Regions from separate parts of the Sparus aurata genome. Here region 1 is linked to region 2. A link is a contact called in public Hi-C data. All regions are on one chromosome and are shown on one strand. The core of a region is the stretch at or near the end of the contact, and the rest is flanking DNA. Distances in the headings are between cores, read along the strand shown.

The links. Hi-C and Micro-C count contacts between places; a contact is called where the count stands out from the background.
Region 1: a Hi-C map of skeletal muscle shows a contact between it and region 2, with 6 times the contacts expected there. The contact joins the promoter of lsg1 here to the promoter of LOC115591804 in region 2. A contact is called at or near these places in 2 of 2 Hi-C or Micro-C datasets (skeletal muscle and an unstated tissue).

The regions. Positions count from the first base shown.
Region 1 is chr11:18,379,138-18,383,459 of fSpaAur1.1, forward strand. lsg1 (large 60S subunit nuclear export GTPase 1) reads left to right here and starts at 2,474. Exons shown (of 14, transcript XM_030433745.1): 1 at 2,474-2,850; 2 at 3,387-3,513; 3 at 3,912-4,032; 4 at 4,128-4,214. The coding sequence starts at 2,752. fam43a (family with sequence similarity 43 member A) reads right to left here and starts at 1,171. Exons shown (of 2, transcript XM_030433746.1): 1 at 1,079-1,171; 2 at 1-965. The coding sequence starts at 931.
Region 2 is chr11:18,220,459-18,224,892 of fSpaAur1.1, forward strand. LOC115591804 (serine/arginine-rich splicing factor 11) reads right to left here and starts at 2,069. Exons shown (of 12, transcript XM_030434127.1): 1 at 1,704-2,069; 2 at 1-2. xxylt1 (xyloside xylosyltransferase 1) reads left to right here and starts at 4,322. Exons shown (of 5, transcript XM_030434434.1): 1 at 4,322-4,434.

The sequences.
Region 1 (4,322 bases), core at 1,224-3,723, 160 kb after region 2:
TGGTGACTCTCAGGTCAGCTTTCAGTGTCTGCACGTCGTTCCCTATGCTCATCTCTCCCAAGTCGTTAATAATCTGAGTCAACTCCTGTTTACCGTTGGCAACACAATCATTGTCCGTGTCCAGAATGTCCTCACACTCAAAGTGCATCGCTTTCTCCTCCTCCTCCTCCCCGACCAAGTCCTCAGTGATGGAGCCCAGCTTGGGCGCGCTCCGGCTGCGCTCCACCGGGGGTTTGTAGTAACACTGTCCGTTCAGCAGCTTCCTGAGGGGGACCAGCGGGATGGTTTGCTCCCCTATGAGCTGCTGCTGCTGGTGCCGGGCATCGTCCCTCCGCTTTAGTCTTTTAAACTCGGCCAAGGCTGTGGCCGAGGTCTGGTACAGCAGCAGCGCCATGGCTTTCGCCTTCTCCGGCTTGGACACCAGCACTGCGTGACAGCGCAGCATCACGGCCTTGTGCTTCATTTCGTGCCTGTAAATCCAGGCGAAGATCTTGGGTAGCCTCGGGTCCGCGACGCAGTAGGTTATCCGGTGCAGCAAGTACAAGTGTCCCGGCCTCCTGGCCTTGTCGTCCACATGCACCATCCGGATGCCCTGCGAGCTGATGGTCAGCCTCATCTTGGTGCCGTTCTTGCCCATTTCGCTCTTGCCCCAGATCTTGCTTACGGCGACGTCCGTGCAGCCGTCCCCTTTGGACTGGATGGTGGTGGCGTTGCCCAGGTAGAGCACCGTGTACGTGGGGTCCTCGCTGGTGATCTTCACCTTTTTCCTCTTGGACTTGAACATGCTGCCCACCCTGTTGAGCGCGCTCTCCGGGCAGGACTTGGCGAAGGACGTGAGCACGGAGTAGTTGAGACTCACCGCATAGCCCTTCTGCTTGGACTGCTTGTCTTCCTCAATCAGGTCGAACTTATTCTTCTTCCAAGGCAGCATTTTTCTTGCTGTTTCCAGTCAACAGCAACAAAGTCTAGAGAAAGAAAGAAATAAACTTTGGGTCACTACTAAATCCTAGAAGAGTTTCTCTCCCTGTCAGGTCATTTGTGGGCTAATCTATGGGAAGTGAACGCAAAGACAACGTACTTCATCTGTTTATCCGCTAAAGTCCTCTTTTCCATTGTGGTGTCCCCGCTTCTCTCTCAACGCAGTGCACAATAGAGTCTGCTGCGGGAAGACGAGCTTCAAAGATTATATACTGGGCTAAACCATTTCAGTGTGACAATAGGGGGGACTGAACCAAATGAGAACGGAACTGTTGTGGCTTGTGTAGGTGGTGTTCATTGATACAAAGCTGTCACCTTTGCCAGCCTGTGTATATATAGAGAGAAATATGTATGTATATATATATATATATATATATATATATATATATATATATATATATATATATATATATATATATATACATATGGAGTAGTAAATGATTATAATTATTTATTATAATAATTATAATAAATAATTATAATTATTTATAATAATGATAATAATCTTTATTTATATACCACCTTTACATACAGAGTTTCCCAAGTCAAGCCCAACAGTCAAGCCAAACCCAAGGAAGCCTGGGTGGAAACAAGAAGGCAGAAGTTATATATTATCTAAAAATGTAACTTGTGTTTCTCCCTCTGAAATCAAACCCAAAAAAATTACAAATATTAATGTTTTTGTTGTTGTTGTTGTTGTTGTTGTTGTTGTTTGTTCTTTGTTTTGTTTTTAGTATACCTTTTTAATATATTGCTACACACCATGTGTGTATTATTATTAATGTGGGTGCAATTATCATGTGCAATTGTCCTTCTTGGTCATATCTGCATATGAAAGAGGAACAGAGTCTTAATAGTCTTAAAGATATATATATTTTTTTATTTTGATTATTCTATTTCATCTATTTCGTCTTGTTTCATTTTTTTTTCATCAGTCACTGGGTCACTGTTTTTTTCCTCTGCTTTTGACTGGTTGGGCTGCTGTAACAAGTGAATTTTCCCAGTGAGGGATTAATAGAGTCTTTTCTATGTTCTATGTTCTATGTTTTTATATCACACTGAAATGCAATATTAACAAACGCTTTGATCTTACATGAAATTGAGAAATACAGAAATTAGATGTAAAGTATAAAAAATATTTTCTATGTCTGTCAGTTCATGATATTGGTAGGCTTTATGTAGAAGTAAGGGAGATAAGTCACTCTGATACACTGCTGGTTTATGCTGCCATCTTTTGGTTCATATCAGAACTGCATCTGTTGTTTGCTATTGGAGGAGGGGTCACTTACTACTTTGCGTAATACTTACTTTTGATTTTTGAGGTTTTAATTTATTGCAGAATTATATGTGGACTGTATTATTACTCGTTAGATTGTTACAGGACTACACGTTGGCATGTGGAACGAATGTAAGGGCTGTCCTATTTTCTTCAGAGCGCCTTTGATAGCTGGACAGAAAAGTGGACGGTACCATAGCAGCGTCGTTTAAATTGCTTAGAAGAAAGCAGCCATTAGCTCGTATTCGTAGAGGTGAAGTTCAGAAATTACATTAAACTCATAACCAATTCAACTAAAAGAAGGCTGTGAATGAATATCCAAGTAGTTGAGGTCGAGTCTTCCGGATTAGGTGAAACTCGATTGGTTTGTCCCACTTCCGGTTCTTACGACAACAACGCAGTGCACATGGGGTACAGACTGTAGCTAGCATCAAATAGTGTTTTACATTCTGTGCGATATTATAACAGAGGGGTTTTTTGTGACAACATCAGAAGTTATGGGTAAGAAGAAGGCCGGCGGAGGAGTCGGACTGGGTCGAGCTCTGATAAAAGAGAGACTTCAGGCAGGCCGAGGAAACAAGAGAGGCGACTCATGGGTATGACATGGCAACAACTAGCTTATATTAAACACGCTTTAACAAACCATAAAAGATAATTAACTCACCGTTCATACAATGATATCAAGTTCCAGTTCTCTGTCGATCATATATGAAATGCCACTCATCTATTCCCGTACACGGAGGTTTCGTCTGAGCTGTCAATAGTTCTGGAAAGTGTGGTTCTTCGCTCGCACCAAATTCGCTTAAGAAAATGTCATTTTATCACTGCTTTGCTTATCGCGGACGTGAAATGCATACATTAGTACTTTTTCGTAATAAATACGTTCCTGTGGTAAATTCGGCGTATAGGAGCATCATGTTTGCCGTAAAATCTCAATATTCGTAGAGCTATTAACCTACAAGACAATTTTTGGAACCACCGTGAGAGTATTTGGGCAGTACACAACAGAGTAAACGTATGTCTCCTCAAGCAGCCCGTGTGTATTGAGAAGCTTTTCCCTGAGGCACTTCTGTAACTTCTGTAGATTAACGTGTGGTTTGTCATTAACGTCATTAATCTTAAATATTTGCAGCTCCACACCAGTGAGCTGAATGATGGCTATGACTGGGGCAGGCTGAACCTGCAGTCAGTGACAGAACAGAGCTCCATGGATGACTTTCTGGCCACTGCCGAACTGGCCGGAACAGAATTTGTTGCAGGTAAATAAAACCTAATTTGATCAAAATAAAGTGCTTGAAATTTGCTACAAGTGGCTACAATTTTGATTTTGTAGCCAAAGGTTATCAGTATTTCTGCTAAATAAGCATGGCAAACTGTGCTCAAATACGAGCGAATCTCTGACACTAAGTTTTCTCATTTTTTCTTTTCAACTTGCTTTTCAATACTAGTTGGCACACAGCAAATGTTGTACATGTTAGTGCTCTGTTGAGATGATGCACTGTTACCATCCAGTATCCACATTGTTTCCTGTGTTTTAGAGATTTGCACGCTAAAATATATACGTACAATTTTGTTTTATCTTACTACGTTATCCACTGCACCTCTGTCCCTTTGATTCCACTGCTGTCCCTGACTGTTTCTTGCTTTGTTACCCCAGAGAAACTTAACATCAAGTTTGTGCCAGTGGAAGCTAGAGCAGGTTTGTTAACAGCTGAGGAGAAATCCAGGCTGGCAACGCTTCATGAAGAGAACAAGCATTTCCTCAGAATTCCTCGGCGGTAAGTAAATCGACCTGGGTAATTGAGTTAATGGAACTGCTGTAATGTGTGTTTTGCAGGTTTAATTTTTGTGATATCTCTCTACCAATTTTAAGCCCCCACTGGGATGAGAGCACCAGTCCAGAGGCGCTTCAACAAGCAGAGAAAGACAGCTTCTTGGAGTGGAGACGAGAGCTTGCAGAGTATGTAATCTTCTGTAAACTCAGCCACCTTTGTGTTCTTGTTGCATGTTTACCTGCTAAAAGTTGCATACAAAATCAAGAACAGTTTTTGTAACTGATTAAATTGGT
Region 2 (4,434 bases), core at 819-3,318:
CACTGGAAAAAAATACAGATATGTTGTGCAAAGAATACAAACAAGGACAGCCAACATGCCTTCTTCAAACTGAGTTTTGTGTCCCCAGGGACAGCTAAACTAATAATGGATTAAGGGCTATACAATCTTGTCCTCTGCTGAGACCAACAAGGTGTCTTATTAGACATATTGTGTTGTCACAACTTGCATCGACAATCTGTTGAAGAGCAAATATCACAGTCAAATCACTTTATGTATATTCCCACTGGTTGCCTGCGAGAAACTAAGACTGAATTAAGTTCTTGTTACAGTCCTCGACACGTCCTACCTGCTGAGATGCCAGGGGTTACTCAATAGAGGGGGATACAAAGGAGAGAGTAATCATTTCCTACTATAGTGAGTGTGTTGCAGCCATTAAGTAACACCCCAAGTAGGATGAGGGCATTGACAACAGGAAGTCACTGACAACACAAACATTCAATTAAACTTGGGATATTGGGATATTTAAATGTTTCCCCTGTTTTGTTATACATCTGATTTTTAAAATATTTTTTGTCCCGAAGTATGAGACGCATTTCATTTGACTTTAATTTTCATGCACATGCATATATGAATCCATATCCCAATATCCCTAACTAATTGGGGGAAAAAAAGTAGAGTCATTTGTTTTTCCAATTGGTAGAAATAAGCATTTACACCTAGGACAGCAGTGGTTTATTTACATTACTAATTCATCTAACAATTACTTTTCAAATTAAACCATTTTTAAGTCTACAAGACCTCAGAAAAATGCACAGATGATTTAACTTAAAATCGTGTTAAACAGAAGGGCAAAAGAGCTTTAACAGGCTTATAGCTACCATTTTTCAATTCTGTAATTACCCTAACTGAAAAGTTGACTGCTTTTTTTACATTCAGTTGTCAAAGAAGAATATTTGGCACTTTGTTCAGTTACCTATTATCAGCGATTTTTCTGTCAGAATGTCATTCAACAAACCAATTTAAAAATGGGCTACTTTGGCTCTGATGCAGCATCCTCTCAAACATTTTCCCACCCACAAAAATATCGGACTGCCATCAAATCAGAGTTAGCAGCCTCTATAAAATCTGAATGTAGTTGCTGATTATTTTGACAGAGTTTAATTTTAGCTGCAATATCGGTCCCAAATATCAGTTTTCAGTCTCTTGATTTCTAATAATTGGTATCGACCCTGAAAAAGCCACATCTGTCGACCCCCATTACTTCTATCTGAAGAATTACCACCTTGTTTTCTTACATTTAGAGGCCAAACAATGACCCGTATCAAATACACGTAATACACACAGCACAAGGCAACAACCCCCAATCTTTAGTTCCTAGCAGTTTTCTTGATAACGTTAACAGACTTAATCAATTAAAAGATCGCCGAAGCTGCTGCGATTAATTACCTGCCCACATGTCCGTCGGCTAACAGCTTGGGTTTATTGTACCATGGTTTTAAATGTGTACTAAACGCCTACCATAAACACACAGCAGGCGAATAATCAATAACATTCTACGTCCCTCACGCCAGAACGTCACCGCTGAGGGGAGTGACAGACCTCTGCTGCTGCATTCACTGAAGGCGCGGGCAAACGTTATTAGCATTAGCATGCCGTGCAGTGAGGCCTACTCAACACTAACAGGCCTCAATAAGAACCGGCGAGAGAAAACGGGTTACCCACTAAAAGTTCACAATACTCACTCAGGTGGGAACAGTTTGAGCTCCTCTATGTTTCCGAGGAATCCGAAGAGAGTCCTCATTTGTTCGGATGTTGTGCTCGGGGACACATTTGTCACCTGAATGACGTGCGTGTTGGAATTCATTTTCGCGAGTGCTAATCAAGCTAGCTAGCTTTACGCTAGCAACGTGCCTGAATAAAACAAAAAAAGACGAGCTGGGTAACGTTTACGACCGAAAGAACATCAAGCGAACACAAAAGCTAGCATTGTTAGCTTAGGCGGAAGGTGTTCGACATTTGCTGCGGACGAGAACACAACGGCCGCGAGCGGAGAGCAACAATGCCGCTGCCCAAAATGTCGTGAGGCAGGGATGCTGCGTTCACGTGCAGTTTTGAAGCACGTACTTCTGAAATTTAGCCGCGCAAATATGGAGGATCACAAGTGATGCGGAAATAGTAATAAAGCATTTAACTAATTGCACAATAAATACAGGCATTAATATATGTATAACTGCTGGTGTAGAAACACACTGACTATTTGACACGTCTCTGCAACTCCACCTGTCCTTTGGTTGAGTTGTTAACATGTTTTCCAAAGAATGATATTAGACATCAGAACTTTGACATACAGAAATATTTGTTTTATTCTTAAATGCTGAGTAAGTGTACACATGTAATTCAAACTGTAGAATATTAACCTCTGGCAAAGAAAAAGATCTACAAGGGCTCGTTCACCCAAAATACAATTTATGTTATCAGCCAATTACAGTAAACTTAAATATGAGAAAGTAAGATGAACACTATGGTTATGAATGCACTGAGAGTTGTAAAGTTGAGAGATCTTTGTTTTATTGTTGTGATGTGTTGTTTTTGTTTATAATCCTGTGGACATGTTTGTGTTTGTATTTTCCTGGGTGAGACCAGAGACAATATTCCTGCTCCGACTAGACAATAAAGTTATTCTATTCTTATACTTTATTCTAAATGAACTACGACAAAGAACAGACCAGAAACAAGGAAATCTATGATAAGATTACATTAATTTACTGCCAAGTTTCAGACATTTCTGAATCGTTTTCTGTATATACACTGCTCAAAAAAATTAAAGGAACGTTTTTTTATTGGGTATGGCATGAGGTTAATTGAACCTGTCTGATAATGATCTGGTCGGATAAGTTGCAGAGGGCATTGTTTATCAGTTTCAGCTGTATTGGTGTTGATGGAATTAACAACAGGGGCACTAGAGTGCCAACAATGAGAAAACCCCCATGTGGTTCTGCATGTGGAGGTCATTTCAAGTTTCTCCCTCTTGATCTTTTTTGGCTGGTTTTCCACTAGTGCTGGTTTTGGCCAGAGTCATTATCACATTATCACCCAGCACAATCTCCAGATCATGGAGGAGATTTCAGGAGACAGGATGTTACTCTAGGAGAGCTGGACAGGGCTGTAGAAGGTCCTCAACCCATCAGCAGGACCGATATCTGCTCCTTTGTGCAAGGAGGAACAGGTTGAGCACTGCCCGTGCCCTACAGGATGACCTCCAGCAGGCCACTGGTGTGAATGTCTCTGCCCAAACAATCAGAAACAGACTTCATGAGGGTGACCTGAGGGCACGACGTCCTGTAGTGGGCTCTGTGCTCACCGCCCAGCACCGTGGAGCTCGATTGGCATTTGCTAGAGAACATCAGAATTGTTAAGTCCGCCACTGGTGCCCTGTACTTTTCACAGATGAGAGCAGGTTCACCCTGAGCACCTGTGATGGACGTGAAAGAGTCTGGAGAGGACAAGGAGAACACTATGCTGCCTGCAACATCGTTCGGCATGACAGGTTTGGTGGTGAGTCAGTGGTGGTCTGGGAAGGCATATCCATGGAGGGACGCACAGACCTCTACTGGCTAGAAAATGTCAGTCTGACTGCCATTAGGTATCGGGATAAAATCCTTGAACCCACTGTCAGACCCTACGCTGGTGCAGTAGGTCCTGGGTTCGTCCTGATGTACGACAATGCCCGGCCTCATGTAGCAAGAGTATGCAGGCAGTACCTGGAGGATGAAGGAATAGATACAGTTGAATGGCCCTCACGATCACCTGACTTAAACACGATAGAACACCTCTGGGACTTTACGTTTCTGTCCATCAGGCGCTGCCAGGTTACTCCTCAGTCTTTACAGGAGCTAAGGGAAGCCCTTACACAGATCTGGGAGGACATCCCACAAGACACCATCCACCGTCTCATTAGGAGCATGCCACGACGTTGTCAAGCATGCATACAAGCACGTGGGGGCTATTGAGAAGATATTGAGAAGCATTTTGAGTTGCAGAAATTAAATTTTGGCAAAATGGACTAGCCTGCCACATCATTATGTCACTTTGATCTTCGGGGTGTCTATACAATTAAGCCCTCTGTAGGCTGAAAACTTTTATTTCCATTAAAAGATGTGGCATCCTTTTGTTCCTAAGACATTGCCCTCTCCATATCTGTATAGATATCTAGCATAATTTTTTTTCACATTGAGATGTGTTTTCAAAGTGTTCCTTTAATCTTTTTGTGCAGTGTGTATTCATATATTTATATATATATATATATATATATAAATCGAACTGCCAATTGTCCAACTGTACAAGAAGGCAGCATGGGTCGGAATACGGCTGACATCACAGTGGGTGTGGCTAAGGTTGCGTCACAGTATTTTGTTGCTAGCTAGCGGTTTTCTGCAAAGAGGGTTTTTTGGCATTTTTTCTTCTCGAAATCAA